Linked DNA regions of Mus musculus: region 1 is linked to region 2. A link is a contact called in public Micro-C data. All regions are on one chromosome and are shown on one strand. The core of a region is the stretch at or near the end of the contact, and the rest is flanking DNA. Distances in the headings are between cores, read along the strand shown.

What was found. A called contact is a pair of places that touch in the nucleus more often than the background predicts.
Region 1: a contact with region 2 is called in a Micro-C map of embryonic stem cells, with 4 times the contacts expected there. The contact joins the enhancer-like site here to the promoter of 2610318M16Rik in region 2. A contact is called at or near these places in 3 of 39 promoter capture datasets (embryonic stem cells and stem cell-derived epiblast-like cells), 85 of 484 Hi-C or Micro-C datasets (the 3T3-L1 cell line, 3T3-L1-derived adipocytes, the AML12 cell line and 38 more), 4 of 115 datasets of contacts at active chromatin or transcription factors (astrocytes and embryonic stem cells) and 1 of 9 other capture datasets (embryonic stem cells).

Annotation. Positions count from the first base shown.
Region 1 is chr14:8,607,439-8,613,111 of GRCm38.p6, reverse strand. The region is part of intron 4 of Cfap20dc (CFAP20 domain containing); the gene reads left to right. Among named protein-coding and RNA genes, the nearest start is that of Cfap20dc, 56 kb to the left of the region's middle. Within about 2 kb of position 2,806, at least 8 of the 459 cell types and tissues checked have an H3K27ac peak or open chromatin away from gene starts, as enhancers often do. A contact at or near this core is called in the AtT-20 cell line, embryonic stem cells and trophoblast stem cells, where this site is marked.
Region 2 is chr14:8,363,385-8,369,229 of GRCm38.p6, reverse strand. It overlaps 2610318M16Rik (RIKEN cDNA 2610318M16 gene), which reads right to left and starts at 1,790. Exons shown (of 4, transcript NR_151471.1): 1 at 1,656-1,790; 2 at 1,411-1,512; 3 at 946-989. It overlaps Oit1 (oncoprotein induced transcript 1), which reads left to right. Exons shown (of 10, transcript NM_146050.2): 2 at 2,141-2,196; 3 at 4,334-4,441. The coding sequence starts at 2,184.

The sequences.
Region 1 (5,673 bases), core at 1,557-4,056, 240 kb before region 2:
GCTCCTTCCCCAACATTCCTGAATGTCCTTGCTATCAGGCATCACAGTCCCCTGCCCACCTTGGTGAGGACTGTGGTCCCCAATTGTACCATCCAGTTATCCTTCCCTCATTTTAAAAAAGTAATACAAGTGTGTGCGCACTTACCATTTATTATTCTCTCCGACTCTGGCTGTGCTACATTGGTTTTTAAAACATTTTCCCCACACCCTTGTGCAAGCTGGCTGACACAGAAAACTTCTGCAAATATAACTTTAGTAATTTGGGTCGGGGGCAGGGAGAAAAAACAGGAAGTTCAAATGTACTTTTCCTATACCAAATTTCCAAGTTGGAACTTTGTATTTCTGGTGTTTCCCATACTGAATGCAGTGAGATATAAGCCCTAGAACCCTTTTAAGATCCGAGACCATTCTGAGTTAGCTCTAGTGGTTACCAAAACAAGCCCAGTGCAAAGCCCTTTAAATATCCACAGTTTGTATCTCTCAGACCACATGCCATCACTATTATAGGTCCCATGGCTTGAAACTATCGAGTCCACCCACCTCTTTCTCCTTCTATGCAACCAACTCCGTGGACAGAGTCAGTGGACATCCCTGTCTTTTTCACTTTGTTAGCACTGACACTGTTTGCATCCTAACCTAAGTCCCTGTATCAGTCATGGAGCAGCCTCTTCCTGGGACATGCATGCTGAAAGGGAAGCCCTATTTCTGGGACAGCTATTACCAGAGTCAGTACTGCAGTGGGATCTTTGGAAGCTTTTCAGAGGCTCACTCAGTCATGTCTGGGCAGTACCTTACATTATCCAAACAACACAGGAGCAAACACCAGCTGAGTGTTTGCTGGACTCTGGACTCTAACATGCTCAACCCTGTGTTTGGAAAGTAGATTGTACATACTATCCTTACCTTGGCATCTGTGGGAACTGGCTGTCTAAGCTCTTACTGGATCACATTCTCTATACCTTTCTCCCAAGGCAGAAGTCAGATCTTGTAGGAGATCTCTGTGGACATCAGTATTGAGAGAAGTGCCTAGACATTCAGTCATTCACAACTCAATGTGACTAGACTTGTCCTCTCCTGAGCCTTAGGGTTTGAGTATGTCTTTAAAAGAAGTCATTATGGCCTAGAAAGATAGCTTAGTGAAATGCATGACACACAAACCTAAGGACCTTATTTTGATCCATAGCACCCATTAAGAAAGAAAACAACAACAACAAACAAACGGATGTGGTTGCTCATGTCTGTAGCCCAAAGACTGGGGAGGAAAGAAACAGGAGGATCGCTGGGGTTCACTACCCAGGCAGTCTAGTCAGTTGGTGAGTTCTGGCTTTAGTGAGAGATGAGTTGGAGGATGATTACAGAAGCTATCCAATGGCAGCCTCTGGCCTCTAAACGTGCATGTTCGAGCATGCACACACAGACACACTCTTTAACCTCCACTTGCCCAAGGCAAAACATCTTATCTATCGGGTACTTGGGTCACTGGTAATATGTCTGACTTCACAAAGGCGGAGGCCATAGTAATTCTTTACAATGCCTGTCAGCCCAGGGTCCTTCAAGGCTACCAAAGAGAGCAGGCAGGCATAAATTATTTCACTGTCTCTGGGAAACTCGCAGTCTGGGGACATTGCCCCTCCATTCTGAGATGGAGACAATAAAGCCTCTCTCAGTAAGCTGTCGTTAGGATTCACATTTCAAGATCGTATATGAAGTGGTCAATACATTCATCACCCAGACATCAATCATCACCCACTCTCTAGATCACATCCTAGGCCACTGCCAACTGTCTGGAAACACTGTGCTGCAGTTGTTTTCATTGAGAAGGGAGGAGGAGGAGGAGGAGGAGGAGGAAGAGAAGGAGGAGGAGGAAGAGAAGGGGGAGGGAGAGGAGGAGGAGGAAGAGGATGTTGATGATGGCACTGATGATGACGATGATTATGATGACAAATTTCACAAAGGTTTTGAGAGGACTGAATATATTAGTGCAAGTACTGTGTACATAATAAGAGTTCAATAAAACTGATGTATTATAAAAACAAAGTAACACCTGAGAGCTTTTAAAATCAGAGAACAGTGTTGTTCAAAGTGGCCATTGCTGTGAGATAAGGAAGTTGGACCACAGTGTAATACGGTGCTTTTCCTCTGTGAAAGCTTCTGGTAGGAAAAAAAGAGTGTTCTTGGTGAGAAAGCTTATTTACATTCTGGTGCTAGCTTCCTGTCATCTTTGTTGATCAATAATAAACAGCTTCAGACCAGATCTTTGCTGTTGTTTGTTTTCTTGGCACAGGATACAGTAGGCAGTGAGGAGATTCCTTTATACACCTGGCCTGAAAAATCTGTTTAAGATATGTTACTAAGGTAAATAAAAATTTTCTCCATAACAGCTTTTTGCTCATTTGTTGCAGTTAGCATAAACCACAGCTGTCTTTTGTTGTTGTTTGGTTGTTGGTTTGGTACTTAGTTTGTTAGTAGGTGACATGTATTTGTATAAATAAGTTTGGAAATGACACTGCTTGGCAATGAAACAGAATCTGGTGTTATTCAGGAAGGGATGCTCACAAGTAAAGACAGTCTTGATTCATTTATAGCCAAAAGAGTAACATAAAATTAGTAAATATATTATATTACTCTAGGGTGTCCAGAGAAGCATTCCTGGTACCTGTGTTGTGTCTTTCTTCTATGGCTTTGGCTTATGAACGTAGTGCAGTGATGGAGACAGAGAAGTCCCATAATCCATAGGGAGCAGAGTGGAGTGCCTGGAGTGGGTGACTCAGCTCAGACTGAAAGACCTGTCAAGGCGTGACTCCACATCACAAAGGAGAGGACTGCTGCCCCACCCAAAAGCAGGCAGAGAGCATGGTCTCTCCTACACAGTTTCCCTAGGACTGACTAGCTGAGGCCATCAACATCTGGGAGGCAGTCTGTTCTACAAAGCTGTCTAACTTGCACCAACTTTCATCTATATTCCTAGAATAAATATTTAACTAAGGCTGTGATCACTCAGTCGGGATGATACAAAATGAAACGAAACAGAACAAACAAAACAAAAGAAAAGTAATCTTTATAGTCATATTAGATCTTTATCTTTTGTTTGAAGATGAACTTTAGATATTCTTTTTAATTTAAATGTATTATTTTGAGAATTTCATACTAGAGTACTATATTTATAACAGTCCCCTCCCTCTTTATGCTGCAACTCCTCTTATGTCCTTTCCATTCTTTCTCAAATTTCAGATCTATTCTTTATTAGTTACCTACATATGTATACATGCATACTCACTCACATACAAAATCTACTGAATCCATTTAGTGTTGCTTGTATATACAATGTGCTCCAACCACTTGGAATTTGATAACCTATCAGGTAGCTGCTCCCCAGAGAAAGCTGGTTCTCCGTCTCTCATCAACCTTAGACTGCCTATGCCGCTTCATGTAGGAGTGAGGCCTTGCGAGGTTTCCCTACCTGCATCGGCATATTCATTAGTTTTGCCATTATGTGGGTCTTATCTAAGCAGCCATAGCATTGAGATCTCATGGGAACAGACTGCTGTGTCTAGAAGACACAGTCTAGCAGCAGATGAGCTGATCTGCTGGCTCTTACGGTCAGTTATTCCATCTCCTCTGCCATGCTTTTTCCTGAGCCTCAAGTATGGTGCAGCGACTGGCTGTGAGCATCCCATTGTCAGGCACCGCCTTTATTTTGACCAACTGTAGTTCTGAGATAGTCTCTATGTGTCATCAAAAGGAGCTTCCTTGGAAAGGAGTGAGGGCTGCACCTATCTGTGAGTAGAAGGGCGAGTGATCTGAATGCAGCTAGCTTATTCTGGCTTAGTAAAATACCAATAGTTGATTCCCCTAATGGTTCCTAATAAAAATAATACTCTAATTTTAGAAATGTTCTAACTCCTTTTGTTGTTTTAGATAAAAAATTTTTTAAATTTCTATAATAAGGTTTTGATGGGAAATTATTGACAACATTTTCCACAGAATTACAGTTGAAAACATGAAGATTTGGTGGTAGCTGTTTTGGAAAATTTTCAGTCTAAAAAATAGATTCAGTAGATGGAAAAAGTCTCCACAGAGAGACACAGAGAGGCAGGCTGCTTTGTGCAACTATATCTTCTAATTTTCTCTTCTAAGTGCCCCATAAGGCTGTGCAGTGAAGACAGTAACCCTCTGTCGAGGCAGAGAAAAGAGGTGTAGGTACTGTGGCCAGAGGGGTCTCAGAGCACAGAGGAAAAATGTTTCAAAAACCCAGAAAAGGGATCATTTGGAAATGCAAAAGAAAATGGAGATGCTTAGAGTGGATTGGATTTCCTCCTCAGAGGGAGAGGCATCCTGTCACCTCACACGGTACCAGAGCTCCACCTGCTGTACGAGAAAGGCAAAGAGGCAGAGCTGGGGCTGTGAAGGGCTTTCCCCACCCCACAATTAGCAGTTGATATTTTTGATCTTATGTTTCTTTACTCAAACCAAGTTGTTGACTTTCCTTATTCTTTCACTCCACTCATCCCTTGTCTTCCTGCTAATTTCAGTTTGAAAGATTTATGTTATCATTTCAAAAGTTGGCAATTCAAAGAAAACATGATTGGAAAGTATATTTGCTGGTTTGTTGATGTGTCTAGAAATACATATACATAAAGTGCAGTTTAGATGCTTGGTATACCTGCATAAACATAGCATGCCTGTATTAAACATAGCATGCCTGTATGAAACATGGGATGCCTGTATTAAAGGTGTGTAGCAAAGAGTGGAGAAGAGAGAGGCTGTATTGCCGCTGAGGAGAACAGCTCTGGCTTTAAATACTTGTGTTCTCTGACATTAATTTGATTGCCTCCGTGGGAAAGTTATTTAACTTTCTTTGTGAGCTACAGTTTCTCCAATAAAAAAAAAAATCTTAGGATAATGACACTGGCTTTTTTCTGCCTCATAGAATTCTTATCAGATAGAAGCTCAGGTAATGCCCAAGTTATCCAGCCACCACACTCCAGCCTCAGCCATCTGTAATGAAGCTCAGAACCAGAAAAGGGCTGCATGCATGAGAAAGGCTAAGCCCAATGTCTTACACTTGGCTATAAATTAAACCTATGAGCTACAGTACTGCCACAACATAAAGCTGGGATGTAAAGTAAGCACAGTGAGCTGTTTTTGTGTGCACTTGGGTGTGTCCATGTGTCTTCTCTCTATAGTTACATAGAGTTTTTAAAAGGAAGGCAGAAGAGTACAATATGAGTATACTTGAAAATTCATCACACACATAACTGGAGAAGGTGCCCAGAACTTGGGGTAATCAAGTTGAGATTTTAGTCTGCCACAGTACTGTATAAAGCCTTTAGCAAATGTACTCTGAATCATAGTTAGAATGTTCTTTAAAAAAATCTTTTATGTTTGTGTACATGTATATCTGTCTGTGTATGTATGCCATGTGTGGCCAATCCCTAGATCTGGAGTTAAAGTGGGATGTATTTTATTCAATGTAGGTGCCAGGAACCAAATGTAGTTTCTCTGAGTGAGCAGCCAAAGCACTTCACTGCTGAGCAATCTCTCTGTCCCAGAAAGCTCTTTTTATACATAAGTTTACAATGCATTGATAGGGAGGTAGGCCCTGTATACCCTGGCAAACAAGATGGAACCAGTTTATACCTGGGCAACTAGGGTTCTGAGTCTCTTTAAGAG
Region 2 (5,845 bases), core at 541-3,040:
ATAGCACCCACTTGGCCACCAAGATGAGCTCATTGGGGACTCTGGAGGTCAGGGAGCTCTTTGGGTGTCAGGTGGTAGCCAAGAACTCAAGCAGGTAGGATTTCAGGCTGGAGAACCCATGGCCAAGACAGTACTGTGTGCTGCTCTCCACCCCAACCCTGAAACCAGATCCTTCCAAGCTTGGCTACCCAGCCAGAGTCTTCTGTGTGCCCTGGCCCTCTCTCCTCCCCTAAATAATGTTGCCTGATTTTCAGGTGTCTGAGTATCCACCAAGACTCCTCACTCTTCATCTCCTCCTCCCTCAAACCCCTGCCCGTTACCCTCCACCTCTGCTTCTGTTTCATTCTTAATTTTTCCTTCCTCAGCCCTGGCTCAGGTCTGCTTTTTTTGCACACTCTGTTACTGCCCATGTCTGTCCTATCCCAGCTCTGACCGTCTACCCTGGCTGCCCCCATACTACACAGTAGTGGCGGGAGGAGGGCGGGGCCAGGATGTCCTTTAGTTCTCATCTGGGGGAGCCTCTGAGCCACAAGGCACGTTCCAAGGACCCCCATGCCATGACAATATATTTTATATCTGAAAAAAATGGCATTTGACTCTCAGGGGAGTTAAAGGGTCTGTAAAAGCTTGCTTTCTTTTCTTTTTTTTTTTTTTTCTTTTTCTTTTTTTTTTTTTTTTTTTTTTTGTAAAAGCTTTCTTGAGGGGAGTTATAGGTGGAAGGAGCAGGCACACAACAAGGTAACAGCTCAGATCCCTGACTCTGGAGCCCTGCCGGAGGTGATGACAGTAGGTCTTCCCACTGGAGGGATCAGCAATGTTACCATTGTTTAAAAGTGAGGGTAGATCCAGCCTCAGTCCTCCTGTATAGACAGACACAGAGAGAGCCGCAAGGCTTGACCTGATGCAGTCAGGCTTGTGGGTGTGTAGTTCTGTCTCCAGCCTTACCCGAGTCCTTGGCAGTTGGACACTGGAGACTGTTGAAAGGATGTCTGTTAAGATAGATTCTTGGGAGAAAAAAATTAGGGGGGAGGGGAGGAAGGGAATGAAAGGTCACTTGCCCCAGGCTCCATCCACCCAGCCCCCCCCCCCTCCTCTCCTAAGCACCAGCTGGCCTCCAGGAGACTCAAAGCTGGCACATTTCTGGCAACTGCTCAGCTCCTCAGGACAACACTGAGGGCTTAAAAGAATGACCCAGACCCTGCCTGGGACACAAGAAGGGAGAAAATCCTGGTTTCAGCTCTCCTCTGAAACAAAAAGTACAAGAAGTCAAACCCTGAGGGGACCCAGGGACCCTGTAGCAGCAGATGTGTGTCCAAATCTGTCCCCTTCCTTCTCCCTGCTGAATGGCCTTGGGCTTAACCATAGTGAGTTGTCCTTACAGATCCATGAAAAGAGATATTCATAAGGCACCTGGCAGAAGCTTGCCTGCGGAACACCTGTCCTGCCTACTACTATCTCCACACAGCAACAAAAGTCACTTCCTTTTACTGGTGCTTTGAGTGGCTGACAGCCCTGGACAGTCAGGCAGGAGTGGGGAAGAGATGGAGAAAGGGAGGGAGGCAGGAAGAGAGAGAGCGGAGAAGGGTGATAGGTTTCATAAAAACAGTATGTTTTGTAGCGCGCCCGTGCTGAGGCATCCCTCCCCTCTGAGGTACCTGCCAGGCCTGCTAGTATAGAATAGAGTTTATCTGGGGCTTGGGAAGCAAGGTTGAGAAGGGACTAGAGTCAGAGTGTAGGCAGGAAAAGAATGGGGGAGGGGGGCAGGAGGGGGAAGATGAATGCAAGGAGAGAGGGGGGAGGGAAGGAGAGAGAGTGAGAAAGGGGTCAGAGAGAGCAAAGAAAAGCAAGCAGGTCGACCTGGCTGTTGCTAGGTAACTGTTGGGTGGAGCCTAGAATGCTGCCATGATAACAAAGGGAATGAAGGTAAATCAACTATGAAAATCTACTTGCTAATCTCTGAGTCATTAGGTGAAATACAGGATCCCTGGAGATGTTGAGGTAGAAGGGACAAAAGTGGCTCCTCTGCTCACAGGGCAGGTGAAAGGAATAGTTCCAGCACCCACTCTCATCTTCAGACCCTAGAGGTCAGTTTGCAATTGTTTTGTTTTTTTGTTTTGTTTTGTTTTGTTTTTCTGCACAGGTTAACGCTGACCTGACCGCAACCCATTCTTCACTTCAACAGGATGAGAGTGGCAGGTACCAGGGATCTGCAGCTTTGGGGGGGGGGGGGGGGGTTGGGGAGTCGGCTCTAAAATTTGTTTGGGCTCACTTTGCTATCATCAGTGTCTACCTATCCCAGCCTCAGAGATGGTTCAGTATCTCTTGTCTAAGGCCCCAGCAAGAACTCCAGGAGGACATCACGCAGGGAAACCTGGGAGAACAGAGGACAAGACCTTATCCCTATTGGTGTGTCCAACCTTTGGATACTGTGACATAACTGTGTCATCTACAAAGTCCACACATTATAACCACTAATAAGTTACTATAAATAAATACATAAATAAAGCTGTGTGTGTGTGTGCGCATGTGTGGCACATGTGTGTGCACAGGTGTGCATAGATGTCAGAGGTAATGTCAGCTGTTTGCTTCTCAATCTCTGTTTTTTGAGACAGGGTGTTTTATTGAACTTGGAATTCCCCAGCTCTGAGACCCCCAGGACATGCTTGTCTCTGCTCACATACATCTTCTGGTAGTGCTGAGGTCAGAGATCCCTGGACTGACTCTGACGCGTATGCTGGGGACCTGATCTTAGGCCTTCATACCTGTGAAGCCAGTTCTTTACCCACTAAGCCACCTTTCCATTCATTTAAAAAAACCAAAAACCTTTGAATGTTTTTAAGTTTATGATTTTTGTGATTTCATGTGTTGGGTCACAGTTTTAGCTATCCTGGGCTGCCTGTGTCCCGCAGTTTGGATACATCTACCGGCTGGGCGAGCTGTACCACTGCTGTCTCCAGTGGCCCCCTCTGCCTAGAATCCCAGCTTAGAAACACCTGGCCAGAAGTCAGAGGCCGCATACCAACCTCAAGGATGGCTTTGCAGGGTCCTCAGTGGTGAGACAAAGGTCTTTAGGGCACACACTCGTCCTGGACCCCTTTGTACAGGCATTGAAATGCAGAGTGAGTGCAACACACACACACACACACACACACACACACACACCCCATTTATGTTCCCTAGCAACTCTGAGAAGGCGTGGCAGCTGATTGGGAGTCAGCTTACTTACTTTCCTGGACTCCAACCTTACTCCTTCCAAGTAATCATGGGAGTGCAGCTATCTCTTCGAGCCTCGGTTTCATCATCGGTGAAGTAATATATTACCAAGCACAAAGATTTAGTAGATGAGTTGAGATCATCTGTTTTAAAGCTGTCAGTATAGTACTTGCCACAGAATGGGTGCTGCCAAGTGTGGACTGGGGCCCGAGGGGAATTCCACTTTGCGCCAGAGGACAAGGAGTATCCCCTAAAGCAAATGAGACCATATGGTTATGCTTTCTGGTCCTTGCAAGGCAAAGCTCTTGGTATCCCTCCATGTATGGGATTGCTCCCCAGTGTAGGGGCTGGAGTCACTAATGCCTGTAAGCCAGGGGAGGCTGGAGAGCTGTATCCTGTTCTGAAAATGCTGAACCCATCCACCCACCCATCCATCCATCTACCCACCCATCCATCCATCTGCCCACTCATCCACTCTTGTACTCATTATCTATCCATCTTTACATACATACATGCATACATCTGTTTTTCTTTCATTCGTCAAATACATATTAATACATGCTCTGTATACAAAATAAAACCCTTGCCTTCAAAAACATCCTGTTCTAGGAAGTAGAGTTAGATAACATCCAAGTAGTATGATGATGATATTTAAATAAAAATAGAATGATGTGAGAGAGGCTAAATGGGGAGAGGTTGCAGCTGGAACCGTGGAGGCCAGAGGCCACAGCAATAGATGTCATCATATCTATTCTTTAGGATTGACTGACTTTAGCTGAGAGAGGGTGAATTCCTGCACACAGTACAGAGGTTATATCCCTGAGGATTCTCTCTGGGCAGCTAACTAGACCCCAAGGAGGAACACTTTCAACTCATTTACAATGGCAGTTTGGAAGGATTCACAATATCTGATCACCAATCTCACTGACTGATCCCAGCATGGACTCTTGTGTGGTCTCAGCACAGTCTCATGTCGTGGACATGATCTGTACACATGACCGAGAGTCCCCCACCCCCGCTGCCATCATGTTAGAATTTGGTAAGAACTCAAACATGAACTTTCTACATGGCCTCCTGTTGGGATATGACACATGACCTAACAGAATTTCCCTACTTGCAGGTCTGATCCGTGTTGTGGTCTTCATCTTTACCATAGTCACCATGTGGGTCTTCCTCCGCAGCTACACAAGCTTCAGCAGGAAAACAATTCGTCTGCCACGCTGGCTGGGTGAGTGGGGCTCGTGGCCATAATCCACAGAGCAGGGACTAGGGTGCTGAGGACCTCTCTCCTGAGGTGAGCCAGGAGGCAGCCAGATGTGATGAGCTGGGCACTGGCATTGTGGGATATGGATAAGATTCCTGGACTTCCAGGAAGCTATGGAGAGCAGAGAAGTATTCTAAGACCCTTACCTAAGGCAGGACAGAGGGAAGGAAAGAAGGAAGCAAAGAAGAAATAATGTTGTCTAAGTTGCGAGTGAAAAAGTAATGCTATCTGAGTTGTCAGTGGCGTCTCCTGCCTGTTGTTCCCTCTGCCTCAGGCCTTCTCGGAACAGGGCCTGCATGTCTGCTCCATTTCACCTTTAGCTCCCTACTCAAATATTACCACCTCAAAGGCCTTCCTGACCCCCACCCCCTCCCCACCCCAGCCCTGCAACCTCAGCTGCAGCCTATCCTCCTCATTTAGCCTCTTCCATGTCATCCTGTTTGTTTCCAAATCCTGGCATCATGTTATCTACTTTCCTAGTTACTGCCTGACTCCACCTCCTAGAATGTAACTTTCCTGAAGGCAAGGATTTTGTGTATGGGGTACCAAAAAGTATTGAATGGATGGATGGATGGATGGATGGATGGATGGATGGATGGATGGATAGATGGGTAGTTGTTTGGATGTATTTGAGGGTAGATAGATAAATGGAAAGATGAATGAATGAATGAATGAATGAATGAATGAATGGATAGATATATTAGAGTAGATAGAATGATGGGGTGAATGTGTGGGTAAATGGATACATAAGTAAATGAATAGATGAGTGAGTGGACAGACAGGAGGGTGGGCAGATCAATAAGTGAGTGGAATAGAATGGCAAGTGACCGGATCAGTAAGTAAATAGATAGGTGAACTGATGATGGGTAGAACAGCAAGTAGCTGGGTTGGTAGGTAGATAAGTGAATGGATGAGTGGGTGGGTAGATAAATGAATGGATAAATAGGTACTTTGCCTGTACAGTCTCACGTAAGCTGAAAACACCCTTAGGATGTGGTCCTTGATGTGGTTGTATAGTAGAATCAAGCATGATTTGTGACATGGTCTCATCATGCATGTTTTGAGGAAATAGAAAGTCAAGGCAACTTTTAAAATTAACCCAAGTTCTCCCTTAGAGATGTCAGAGCAGGGATGAGAGCCTGGGTGTGTACATTTAAATCCTCTCAAGAGAGAAGGGCAGAGGTGTCCTGAGGTCTGTCTTTCCAGGGGACTGAGAACCAACACCACTGACAGAGTTCAACCTCATCTGCAAGGACCAAGATGGCTCCCAACTTAACCATGACAGAAACCAGGAACCCAATCTTTTTTTTTTTTTTTTGGTTTTTCGAGACAGGGTTTCTCTTTATAGCTCTGGCTGTCCTGGAACTC